3 separate regions of the Sus scrofa genome follow, and regions 1 and 2 are each linked to region 3. Evidence: chromatin contacts called from public HiChIP or PLAC-seq data. All regions are on one chromosome and are shown on one strand. The core of a region is the stretch at or near the end of the contact, and the rest is flanking DNA. Distances in the headings are between cores, read along the strand shown. Region 1 has its middle 380 kb from the start of PIK3R1. Region 2 has its middle 230 kb from the start of PIK3R1. Region 3 overlaps PIK3R1 (phosphatidylinositol 3-kinase regulatory subunit alpha).

Region 1 (4,246 bases), core at 1,524-4,023, 430 kb before region 3:
CAGTTATTGCCTTACAATTAGGATGTCTACAGTTTTTCCATTCATTGTGAATATTGATGTGGTTAGGTATGATTCTATCATTGTGTTATTTTATATCGCTTGCATTTATTCTTTTTTCTCCTTTTTCTTTCTTTCTTTTTTTTAATTGTCTTTTTGCCTTTTCTAGGGCTGCTCCCATGGCATATGGAGGTTTCCAGGCTAGGGGTCAAATCGGAGCTGTAGCTGCCAGCCTACACCAGAGCCACGGCAATGCAGGATCCGAGCCGCGTCTGCAACCTACACCACAGCTCACGGCAACACCGGATCCTTAACCCACTGAGCAAGGCCAGGGATCGAACCCACAACCTCCTGGTTCCTAGTCGGATTCGTTAACCACTGTGCCACAACGAGAACTCCCTGTTCTCCTTTTTCTTATCTTTATTTGGATCAACTGAAATTTTTTATGAGTCCATTTTATCTCCTTTGTTGGCTTATTAGCTCTCTTTGTTTTGTTCTTTTAGTATTACTTTAGGGTTTATACTATACGTTATTAACAACAGTCTATTTTTAAGTAATATTATGTCACTTCATGTATATTTCAAGAAATTTGCAATAGTACACTTCAAGTTCCTCCTACCTGGTCTTGGTCCTCTTAGTGCATTTTAATATACTTTATCTGTTATAAACCCTAGGCTACATTGTTGTTTTTGTTTAAATAGCCAATTATCTATTGAAGCTATTTAAATCAGAAGAAAACAATCTTGCATGCTTGTACTATTTCCATTCCATTACTCTTCACTTATATGTGTAGATCCATATTTCCAGGTGCTATCATTTTCCTTTTGCTTGGAGAATCTCTTTTCATAATTCGTGTGATGTTTTACTGTTAGTGGGAAAGTGTTGTAGCTCTTGTATGACTGAAAAAGTCTGTTTTGCCTTTGTCTTTGAAGGATTTTTTCCCTCTGGTATAGAATTTTAGGTTGACATTTTTTTTTTTCCTGGATGTTGGACGCTGCCTTTTTGCATTGTTTCTTATAAAAAAAAATGTGATAATCTGCTTTATTCTTTGTCTTTATTCCTCTGTACATAGCACATCTAATTTTTTTTTGGTTGCTTTTAACATTTTCTCTTTATTACTATTTTTGAGAAATTTTCTTGTAATATGCTTTAAAGTTGCTTTTTGTTTGTTTGCATATATATGTATGTGTGCATGCACACTGGGTTTTGTGTAGCTTTTGGGTCTGTGGGGTTACAGTTTTCATCAATTTTGGAAAGAAATTTTACCATTATTTTTTCAATTTTTTTTTTCTGTCACCCCTTTCTTTCAGGTGTTCCAGCTACACATATATTAGGATACTTGGAGTTGTTCCACAGATCATTGGTATTCTTTTCAGTTTTTTTTTTTTTTATTGTTTTATCTCTTAGTGTTTTATTTTGAACAGTTTCCATTGCTCTCTCATCAGGTTTACTATTCTTTTCTTCTGCCATGTCAAACCTGAAGTTTATCCCCTGTAGTTACTTTTTCATTTCAGACATTCTGGTTTTCATCTTTAAAAATTTTATCTGTGTCTTTTTTGTATTTCTGCTTTTCAGCTTTTTGAATGTATAGAATGTAGTTATAGTAGCTGTTTGAAAGACCTAGTCTGGTAATTCTAACATCTGTGTCAGTTATGAGTTGGTTTTGATTGAGTGTTCTTGTCATTATGAGTCATATTTTTCTTCCTTTTTCCATACTTGAAGATTTTTTATTAGATGTTGGGAATTGTGAATTTTAACTTTCTAGGTGTTGGATAATTTTGTATCTCTGTAGATATTCTTATATTTTATTTTTGGATATAGTTAAGTTATTTGGATCTTTCTTTAAAATTTGTTGTATAGTTCTAGAACCATGTTTAGTTTATTTTTTATTTTCCATTATAGTTTTTCACAGTGTTCTGTCAATTTCGAGTGTACAGCAAAGTGACCCGGTAATTCTCTACTGCTAAGGCAAAACTATTCTTAGAACTCTCCCACGTCCATGTGACTTACAGAGTTTTCCACTACAGCTGTTGGGAACAGGCACTTCCTGACTCTGTGTGAGCAACGGATACCAGTCCACTAACCCTGTTGGTGACTCTTCTCCCAATCCCAGTTACTTTCATCACATATATACTTGATCAATATGCTGCTAAACTCAGGAATTGACCCTGTACGGTTCTCTAGAGTTCTCTTTCTTTGTGACTCTTTCTTCTTTGAACTCCACCTAAAGAACTCCAGCAACCCTGGTATCCCAAGACACTCAGCTCTATCTCTTCAACTCAGGGATTCTGCTAGACTACACATAGTTTCCCCTCTCTGCTCCATGACCAGGAGTCTTCCCCAGTGTTGTAAGCTTGGGCAGCCAGAGGCTTCACCTCACTCATTTCTCACATCCCAGGGATTGCATTCTTCATTGTTAATATCCAATGTCTTGGAAGTCAGTGCTTCATATAGCTTGTGTACTTTGTGCGTGTGTTGTAAGAAGAAAAATCTAGTCTACAAAATTCCAGTTTGGCCAGAAGTGGAAGCCTTAGCTTGGTATTTAATCCAGTTTGCTTCCATTTTCCAGTATCTGTGAAAAAGAGCAAGAGTTATAAATACAGACAGGGAACATAAGAGGGTAGAGGCTATACAGAATTAATAAAGTTGTAAGCCGTCAGTATATTTATGAGGTTAACACAGATGTGACCTCTTTTCAAAAGTCAACATTAAAGGCATTCCTTTTTCATATGAAAAAATTAAATGTGTATTGCACAGTACATGAAGGAGGAACTGAAACTCAGTTTGAGAAATGACTGAATTAGTCTCCATTGCTTCTCAAATATCGTAATTTTTATCTGCAAGGAGTTTGGAGGCTTGTTGTTTGGAGAATCTGCCTGTAAAGCTGTTACATCTCATTGACAAGCTGAGAAATTTCTTCTTGGTTTGGTTTAATTGTATCTTCTCTTATTTTGTACATTGTCATCATTTTAAAAGACACTGATCTGCTCCTGGATGTATTTATCAGAAGGATTCACTCTGGTAATTTCCTAAAAGAGAAACATATCTATCTGATAGACTTTTCAAGTACAGTTACTCAATTTGGAATTCAGTGGAGTAGATCCAATAGCTCCCATCAATAGTAGGAATCATCTTTCAGAGCAGTGGCACTCTGTATTTGACATGCAACAGTTCTGTGTGCTGAATTAATTCCAGGGACTTGAATACATACTTCGTGAACATGTAGAAACATTTTTGGTTCTAAAAATAATCATGGTATCTTTCATTTGCATGTGGTGTTATAAATTTGAAAACGTAAGTCCACATTCCTAAAGGCCAGGGAAACAAAAAAATATATATATAGAAAAATTAAATGCTGAACTGTATGGAAATTATTATATGAACAGTAAGAAATTAGAAGGAAAATCTGTATCATCTAGAGTGGTTCAGGGAAACTATGTGGGAGACCAAAATTGCTTAGTAGATAAAGGTGAGGAGAGACGTTCTTACAAATGATGAAAAACAGCATGAGCAAAGGCAAGGGGTTGGAAATAAGAGCAGAATACATGAAAGGAAGTGAGCTGTTAAAGAATGCTTTTGGGAAGGGCTGGGAAACTACTCTCAGATGATGAATGGCCTGCAAAGCCAAACAGAAAAATTTGTAACTAAAGCCAAAAATAACAGGAAGCCACTGTAGATTTTTGAGCAAATGACAACTATAAGTACAGCTTTATGGATATGCTGGCAGTGACATGCAAGGTGGATGACAGAGAGGATAAAGTGAGAAGAACCAGCTTGACTCTACTGGTGTCCTTCAAGTTAGGAGGACTATGTCAAGGATATGAGAAAAAAAATATAAGAGACAAAAAGGATCAGTTAATATTCTGAAGGATGAAATAAGGAGGCTTGAACTGTCCCACCTTTCACTGTTCTCTGTCTCCTCAGTGGGAGATTTCAGAAGCAGGGATGAGGAGTGAAAGACAGAGGTGTGTATCTGCCCCATTCTCTCATGTCACCTTATGTAGATGCTCACTCAGCTTCTCAGTCTCCTTGGATGCTGTCTCTATGGTGAACTGACCTTCCCCAAGAAGGGATAGAGCATAGCGTGGTGCTTACATGCATGAAGATTAGACCATTGCTACTTTTTTCCCTTCTGAAAATTGAATGAACATTTTAAAAGTCAAAATTGAGAAACTAGAAACAATCATGACAAAATGAAGGAGAAAGAATTTCCAGAAAGTAAAAGAAAGCAATGGGGAGTCAGAAGGGA
Region 2 (4,213 bases), core at 990-3,489, 290 kb before region 3:
CTGGTAACCACTAGTTTGCTCTCTGTACCTGAATTTGTTTCTGTTTTCTTACATTCATTTGTTTGTTTTATTTTTTAGATTCCATGTATGAGTGATAATAGGCAGTATTTGTCTTTGTCTGAATTATCTCAGACATAACTTTTGTTTTAATTAGCTTCAAAGTCATTGTATTTCAGTGACTCATTTGTCTCTTAAGTCTCTTTTCAACTATATTAAAAGTATCCAATAGTAGCCATACATGGAATATTAAATTTAAAATGTAAAAAAGCAGCAATAATTGTAATAATATTTTTGATTACAGCAATATATGTAAGACATTGTCATTTTGGCACACAATGTGTATAAAAATTATTACTTTGGGGAGTATTGACTCTCCAAAATTTGGTGTGGGTTTTGCATTTATGGCACATCTCAATTTGAACTTGCCACTTTTCAGGTGCTCAACACCCATATATATTTAGTACTTACTAACTGGACACTGTAGATGTTTCTGGTAATCAAAGGAAAAGAACATGGAAAGGGTTTTTATGTAACTCTTCCTTACCAACGGATAAGAAGAGGATTACCAACAGTGGGACAAATATATATTAGAGCCTGTGTCTTCCCAGAGCTTGAGACAGACATGCATGTGCCCAATTTCTTTGAAAATGTGATCCTTTAGAGCAGAGGTGCATGGCAGGGGAGGAGAACATTGAAGAAGGGAAAACCTGTGCAAAAAAATGTTGTAGGCTTGGCTTCTGATATAGGAAGCTGATGGTTCATTCTGCTGGGACTTTCTGAGGACTCATAAAAAGGGTCGCAAAAGGAATCACATAGAGCAAACAGGAAAGTATTTGTGTTCCATCCACCAGTGCTAAAGGAAGGACCCTAGGCATTATCACTTTCATTCTTCTGGTTGTGAATGTATAAGCAGCGTCTCCAGTTTTGCAGCGTCTCCTTCCAGGAGAGGAAGCCAGCAGTATCTAACTAGAGCAGAGACCAAGTGCTGGGCAGTTCTGACCCCTGAGAGCTGTGCTGATAGATCAAAGCCTGCAGGGAATAAGTTGCCCAATGCAGCAGTGGCTAGAATGAGAATACAGCCAAGAGGATTCTGGAGGGAACATGGCAGATGTCCAAAGAATACACTTGTAACTTGAAAGTAAACATATGTTAGATGAAAACCATTTACCACGGAGATCTGATGACCATGACAAGAACATGGCGGGGGGCACAATTCAATAAGGATCAGAACAGTCAGAAAGAGAATAATATTAGGAATATAGATCCAACTAAACTCCATTATCTACTCTTTTTTAAAGTCTCAATAGCATTGAGAACTATGTCTAGATACTCATGTTGCAACAGAAGAAAGGGTGGGGGAAAAAACTGTAAATGCAATGTATACATCTAAGGATAACCTGACCCCCTTGCTGTACTGTGAGAAAATTAAAAAAAAAAAAAAGTCTCAGTTTCTTCAAATGTAATCAACAATATCTAACATTGCAGCCAGAATATATAATGTCCCAGTTTTCATTCCAGTATGTGTATACCTTAATTGTGTTAGTGTGTTTTTCTGGAATTAATCAGATTTTCACAAGGTGGACAATAGCCAGTCAGTGCCTAGACATCATATCCACTTAGTAAACATCACGTCTCCAACACTAGTAGTTGAGAAAATTTTGTAAAGCCATTTTTTCAGAGCTAGACATGACCTTAGAAAGGGACATGTCAACTGGTACCACTAAGTGATAAAAGAATTCCCTGAAGATCCTTTGTAAGAAATAGGCTTGTAACATGTGCTGCCTCCAGAGGATAAATGAGAAACACCTGGCTTAGTTTTGTAATGTCCCTTTGTCTCAATCCTTACAGTTGTCCTAAAGCTAAGTAGCTAATCCAACCTCTGCCAGTAAGTGCTGTTACCTAAAGTGAGACTCACATTAACCGAAACATTAAGTTCAAGGATGCCAGGTTCTATAAAACACCTTTTACCAAATCTATACTTTGAAAACAGTATGATCTCACTTACCTACCTTGCTACCATCCTATAGCAGATAAATCATCTGCCAGAGTGAGATTTAACTATGCTTTAAAATGTCTGTGATGGCTATAAAAGAAATTGTGTTCCTAAACACCACACACGTTATAGGATCTCACTCTCCTTATATGTCAAATGCTGACGGGGAAGGAGGGGAAAAGGCCATGTGGCGGGGGGAGGACGAAGAGGAGTGTCCTGGGAGTTAGAGTGAAGGAGATTGAAGAGAATCTAAATGGCTGGGATGAGGAAGGAAGTGGAGAGGAGGAACAGATTTCAACATTGCTGTGCACAAGGAGTGAGTGCCTCTTAAATATTCTTCGTACCAAATTACAGAGGAAGCCACTCCTTTTTATTGAAGTATAACTGACTTACAATGTTCTGTTAGTTTCTGATGTATAGCAAAGTGATTCAATTATACATATACATATTCTTTTTCAGATTCTTTTCCATTATAGGTTATGATAAGGTAGTGAATATACCTTGCTATATAGTAGGTCCTTGTTGTTTATCTATTTTTTTTTGTAGTAGTGTATATCTGTTAAGTCCAAACTCCTAAATGATTCCTTCCTCACCACCTTACCCCTTTGGTAACCATAAGTTTGTTTTCTATGTCTGTCAGTCTATTTTAGTATTGAAAATAAGTTCATGTGTATCGTTTTTTTAGATTACAAATATAAGTGATGTCATATGATATTGATCTTTCTCTTTCTGATTTACTAGGTATGATGATCTCTACATCTATCCATGTTGCTACAAATGACATTATTTCATTCTTTTTAATAACTGAGTAATATTCTCTTACACACGAGTGTGTGTGTGTGTGTGTGTGAGTGTGTATAACACATCTTCTTTATCCATTTATCTGTCAGTGGACTTCAGTTGAAAATCAATTCTTTTTTGGAGTTCCTGTCCTGGCTCGGTGGTTAACAAATCCAACTAGGAACCATGAGGTGGCGGGTTCCATCTCTGGCCTTGCTCAGTGGGTTAAGGATCTGGCATTGCCATGAGCTGTGGTGTAGGTTGCAGACGTGGCTCAGACCCCGCATTGCTGTGGCTCTAGCACAGGCCGGTGGCTACAGCTCCAATTCGACCCCTAGCCTGGGAACCTCCATATGCCGTGGGAGCAGCCCTAGAAAAGGCAAAAAGACAAAAAAAAATTCCTTTTTAATTAATATTGACTTTTGAACTGTTCTTACTTATCGCTATGTGGGTCTTTATGTTATAGAGAATACACTAATCTCCTCCAAATGAAACCCAAGTTCAGAGAGATGTTCATCAGATGTACATTTATATGATGTAGCCCAGTTGTTGATTAACTTGGCTTTGTGTCTTAGTTTTCATATTTGTTTTAGTTCCTTTTTTCAGAGCTGCATTTTTAAAACACTTGGTTTAGCTTTGGAAATATTTCTACTGAGTGTAACAGCTATTGTGGTTAAGTTTCCACTGCATTGTTAGTCATTTCATTTCATTTGTCTGACACATATTAAGTGCCAACCATATGTCAGACTTGACAAAGAGAACCAGGAGTTGGAGATGATCAATGATCAGACCTTGCACTGAAAGCTCAGTAGGTGCCAGTAAGACCACTGGAATGTGTCAAAATTCATGTATACTTATATTAGTATTCACAGTCCTGCAGGCCATGATCTTAGGAAGCTTATAAGATCTATTATGGCCAAATCAGTGCAACCACCAAGATAACCTCAGCTTTGGATAGTTGTACATGGGAGGATGAAAAGTGAAAAATTGAGTCATTCATCCTAATATATTGCCAATATTTGGAAATTTCTGGGCAGCTGTCTGATTTCCTTCACTTTTATCTTGAAGTTTGGCTTTGTGTAACCATATGTTGAATGTAAGCACTCTCAGGAGTGCATATCCTCAGTTTCAAGGGCATTTTGATCTGATCGGAGGTGATAACACAACTGAAACTGAGTCATGGCATTTGCTGTATCCCTCCCATTCCAGTAAAAATGGTTGGAAGATGTTCAGCACCTGAAATTCATCAGAACTTCAAGTTGTAGATACCATCATTAAATTCATCATCTCTGAACCTGAATTTTCTTGACAAGTAAAGCTTTTTTTAAAATAAATGCTTAGGGCTGGAAAAATGCCCAGCATATTAAGCCTTGAACCCTACAAAGGGAATTATTTTGTAAATGGAAATAAGTCCTTTAATACAAACCGGGCGACCATTCA
Region 3 (4,498 bases), core at 1,337-3,836:
ATTAGTTTGTGCTTTGCTACATGCTAGGCACTCTGCTTACCCATGTTTGTCTATATATCACTCATTTAGTCCTTGTTATACTTAAAATTATTCTCATGTCACAGATGAAGAAACCGAGGTTCAAGTTAATTAGCATACCCTAAGTGGCAAAACCAAGATTAAAACCCAGCTGTCTTTGGCTTTAAACCTAACAGTTTTAATAATTTATCCACTACTGATTAAACAGGTGTGGTCCAAAATGAAGGAACTCAGAATTGTTTTGTTTGCGGTTTTTAGATGCATTATCTTAGCCAGCATTCGTTATGGCTTTGCCCATAGAACTTGAGAAGTTTAAACGTTCAAGATATTAGCCATATAGGCATAAAGTATGAACGTGCTTATAAGGTGTATTTAAGGAAAGTATTTGGGGTTTTTTTAGATTTTTGCCCACCAGAATGTACATTTTTTTCATTTGAAAGAATGAGGGAGATTGTGTCAGACAGGAGTAAAGTTTTGATTGAGCAACAGTTAAAAGACAAGCATCTTAATTTAATATTGATCCACACTTTGCATATACTTTCTGTGTATTTGTGTTACATTTTAAAAGGTAAGTGGCAGTTTTTTATGTACTTCCAAGCTCCTTCCATCAGTAATGAAATACTTGGCTTGGGCAGTCTCTGGAGTCCAGAATTTCAGCTTAAATTTTCCATTCATCCGTGCCAGGCAGTAACTCTAAAATATCTTTTTTTTTTTTTTTTTTTTTTTTTTAATGGAGAAGGCTCCAAAAGGTGCAGCTGTGTGCTGGTTTCATCTTGCACTTTGTAGCGGTGTTGGCACCGTTTACCGTGAGGAATGCCACTGTCTCCCACACGCCACTGGTGCCCAAGGACTGTTCAGGCCTGTCCGTGTTAGTGGTATGGGAAGGGCCTAAGTTGGGAGAGAAGGGCTCTTCTGTTCCATGTGATTGGTTGTCACCAGGGCAAGTGGGGAGGGGAGAGCGGAGTGGGGAGACCTAGTGGAAAATGCAGCTCTGATGTGTCATCAAAAATTTCTTCTGCAACCTGGGACACCTCGTTCACTGGTGTCCTTGTTAAGGACCAATTCCCCTTTTCCTTTGAAATAATACATGTCTTGGCTTCACCACCGCTTTTAGAGCCTTCTGCTCTTCTTGTCTTCTTTCTCCTTAAGCGATACAGATTTCTTCTGATGAAAAATGATTCCCCAAATGAAAAACTGATGTTGGACTGAAGTAGGGGAGTTGAAAATTCACCCAGAGTTTTAAGAGTAGACTTGGCTATCCAGACATACACACTGGCTACAGCCAGATTTAAAAAAAAAAAAAAAAATTCTTCATTCAGGTGTAAAAGTCTGTCTGGAAGGCGAAATCAAGTGAGAATTGATGTGTCAACTTGATGAGAATCATGCTCTGGTAATTTGTGTTTTGTTTGATAGTCGCCATATATAATCTCTGTATATTTAAATATGCATATTTAGTTATATCACATTTTAGTTTATTGAACTGTGTGATATGGTACTTTATCATGGACTTTTCAGAGGACAACTTGCCAAATTTGGTACTTCCTAGCAACTGTCATTTCCTGTTGGAATTTCCTAAGGTGGGATCTAACAGAAATGTAAATATTGACCTTGTATATTTGATAAAATTAAAGGAATGGTGGATTTTAGGGTTGTTGAAATAATTAGTATTTTGCTTTAGAACGGCATTTTCGACTTTCGCTGCTAATTGATCCTGGTGCCCAAAGTGGAAAATGTGAACTTTAAAGGCTTCTTGTGTAGTGCTTCCTCATTCCCTATGTTTAAACATTTTAAAGGGGAAATGGATTGAATCATAGATATTGTGCTAGAGAATAGGAAATCCTTGAATTGTTACTTTAAAAAGTCTTCTCTCTTTGTAAAATTTACCTTTTAACATTCCCATGGCAAAACTTTGATCAGGTAGGATGGATTTCTCTACTTGGGTAATATACTTTCTTCAATATTAAAAATTCAGTGATATGTTCAGTCAATATAGTACAAAAGGAGTACCTGTACTCCACACTATATGGTCTAGTTTTTTCTTATTAAAATATTCCAGGGTGCACTTTGTGAGGTGTTGTTGCAAGGACCTGGTCGCCATCACAATGCTTTTTAGAAACTTCATGTAGCATTTGAATGAGTAAAACCAGTGGTATTTTGCAGCTCAGGATATGGAAAGGTAACTACCATATTTGCCAGAGACACATTGAAAGGCTAAGGAAATAAGGTAGTGTGCCCCCCACCCCCACCTTCTTCAAGCTGAAGTGAAGAAATAAGAGCAGTAGAAACAACTTTATATGTAGTATTTGCCAACCCAGTAATAGAACAACTGTCAGATGCATATTTCAATCACTGTTAAGTGAAATCTCTAATTATCACTTAACTTCCATATTTGCCTGCAGAAATGATTGTGTTGATAAGATTCTACAAGGCGATAAACCTTGATTAAGTAATTCCATTTTCAGTTGCCAACTTTATTAAAAAAAAAAATGCCTGTGTAATTTATGAAGAACAGGAAGGAGGAACTAGGCATGTTGGTTGGACGAGTGTTGTGTGGATTTGTGGGTTCCTGTGTTTGCTGTTTAGCTTTTAGCTTTCTGGACCTTGGCATGTGCTGTGAGCTCTGTAAGTTTGAGAGGACCATGGAGAAACACTACAGTGAGCCCCCATTAGTAACATGTCCCTACCTTTATGTTTTCCTTCTGTCACCTTATGCTGCTGGGATGATATTTTGCACAGTGTAGAAAGCATTTACGGGGGAGGAGGTTTTTGTGAGCTGATCAGCTCAGGCAAAGGGAAGTAGTTGATCATTTGTCAGAGGAAATGAAATGTTGTGCTCTTTCATTTTCTAGTATTTCTTGTTTTAAATCTTAACCGTGCTTTCAATGCTCAAGACTACAAACCTTGCAAGGTATTGGTGTTTCTAGCACTTTTTCAGGTATCCTCATATTTTTATAGATTTTGGCCGAAGTTATTGCTGGATTTTTGTCAGGCAGGGGGTGAGGGTTACCCAGATGGATTTGCTTCTCCTAATAGCATGTCCTAAAATGTACTGTTAACCCAAAACAGATTGCTGGTTCCCTTCCTGGCTCTCCTGATTCAGGGAGTTTGTGGTCGTACCCAGGCATCTGTCTTCCACAGGTTCTCCCCGTGATCCATTGGTGCAGGCAGGCGGGGGAAAAACACGGGTGCGGTGATGTTCCCACTCAGCTCTCCTCATCGTGACCATCATTATGGCATCTAGCGGCATATCTGTCCTGCCTTTATGCCTTTGTAAAATGTGTTTGAGTGCTGTTGCCATGGGACAAAGTGGCCCAGGAAACTGAGTGATAACCTTTGTATGCCCTGAGTTCAGGTGCTGAAGCCCATGTCTGGTTCCTTGTTCTCGGGGACAGCTTTATCATGGGCTCTTTGTAGCACAAAGTCAACTTGGGAATCTTTTAGCTACTGTTGGCAAAATTTGCCCTGGCTCAGATTATAGGCTTCTTCAATACCGTGGTCACCAGCCAGATAGACCTATTTCACTTTAAATCAGTAAGTATTAAAAAATTCACTTCCTCCTTTGCAGTAGCTCCACTTTCAAGTGCTCAGCAGCACCTGTTGGGTGGCACAACTAATAGAACATTCCATCATCACAGCAGGTTTTATGGGAGGGTGCTGCTCTACGATTTCCTTCCGTAACATAGCTCTTCTCCTTTTATCGTGGGCAGTTAGAATGGCTAATAGAGTTAGGTGGCAAGATCACATTATAGTCTATCTCAGGGAATACTGCAACCTAAAGGGGTCTTAGAGTCTAGGGTTTGGGTTTTCAAAATGACAGAAATGAGGTTAAAATTTAACAACATAAGCTGACTTTACTCTTGTCTTGTGAATCTGTTCTTTTCCCATGCTGACTCAGTACTAGAAAGATGGGCTTCATTAGACATTTGCTTATTAACCTGGTACGTGGCTTATAATAAAGAATCACACCACTAAGATCTCATTGAGATGACGTTGTCAGTATTCAGTTTTTCTTAGATTATATAAACTATTCCTAGATAAAAGTACATACCTTTATGAACCTTAAGTGTCTAAAAGTTTATTGATGGCTGATAAACAGACTACACATGTAGCTATTTTCATTTACTCATTTACTCATATTCTGCAGTTTGAGGAATTTGACATGAGTCTATTTAGCTCCCTCTTCTGGTATATTATGAGAAAAATATTTTTACTTAAGATGGTTTCATGTATTTGTGGAGTAAAGATACAGTTACCAGTGTAAGGTTGAAGGACATTATTTGTGTCATCCAATTGGATTTTATTTCTTTTGTATCGTTGGGTAAAACATGTAGGTAAAGCATGGAAAAACAGTTTACGAAGGCATTACATTTCTTAAGATGGTAACTGACCAAAACATACGTAAGCAGATAAAGGCTTTTCTACAGCACATGCACAAGCACTCCATTGAATGTCAAGTGGCGGGGGGGTCATTTGTACTGGC

What was found. HiChIP or PLAC-seq counts read pairs in DNA pulled down with a chosen protein or histone mark.
Region 1: an H3K27ac HiChIP or PLAC-seq map of alveolar macrophages shows a contact between it and region 3. The contact joins two enhancer-like sites. A contact is called at or near these places in 2 of 2 datasets of contacts at active chromatin or transcription factors (alveolar macrophages and skeletal muscle).
Region 2: an H3K27ac HiChIP or PLAC-seq map of alveolar macrophages shows a contact between it and region 3. The contact joins two enhancer-like sites. A contact is called at or near these places in 2 of 2 datasets of contacts at active chromatin or transcription factors (alveolar macrophages and skeletal muscle).

What each region holds. Positions count from the first base shown.
Region 1 is chr16:46,055,933-46,060,178 of Sscrofa11.1, forward strand. No RefSeq gene overlaps it. Among named protein-coding and RNA genes, the nearest start is that of PIK3R1, 380 kb to the right of the region's middle. Within about 2 kb of position 2,774, at least 7 of the 83 cell types and tissues checked have an H3K27ac peak or open chromatin away from gene starts, as enhancers often do. A contact at or near this core is called in alveolar macrophages and skeletal muscle, where this site is marked.
Region 2 is chr16:46,199,177-46,203,389 of Sscrofa11.1, forward strand. No RefSeq gene overlaps it. Among named protein-coding and RNA genes, the nearest start is that of PIK3R1, 230 kb to the right of the region's middle. Within about 2 kb of position 2,240, at least 5 of the 83 cell types and tissues checked have an H3K27ac peak or open chromatin away from gene starts, as enhancers often do. A contact at or near this core is called in alveolar macrophages, where this site is marked.
Region 3 is chr16:46,490,340-46,494,837 of Sscrofa11.1, forward strand. The region is part of intron 2 of PIK3R1 (phosphatidylinositol 3-kinase regulatory subunit alpha); the gene reads left to right. Among named protein-coding and RNA genes, the nearest start is that of PIK3R1, 58 kb to the left of the region's middle. Within about 2 kb of position 2,587, at least 7 of the 83 cell types and tissues checked have an H3K27ac peak or open chromatin away from gene starts, as enhancers often do. A contact at or near this core is called in alveolar macrophages and skeletal muscle, where this site is marked.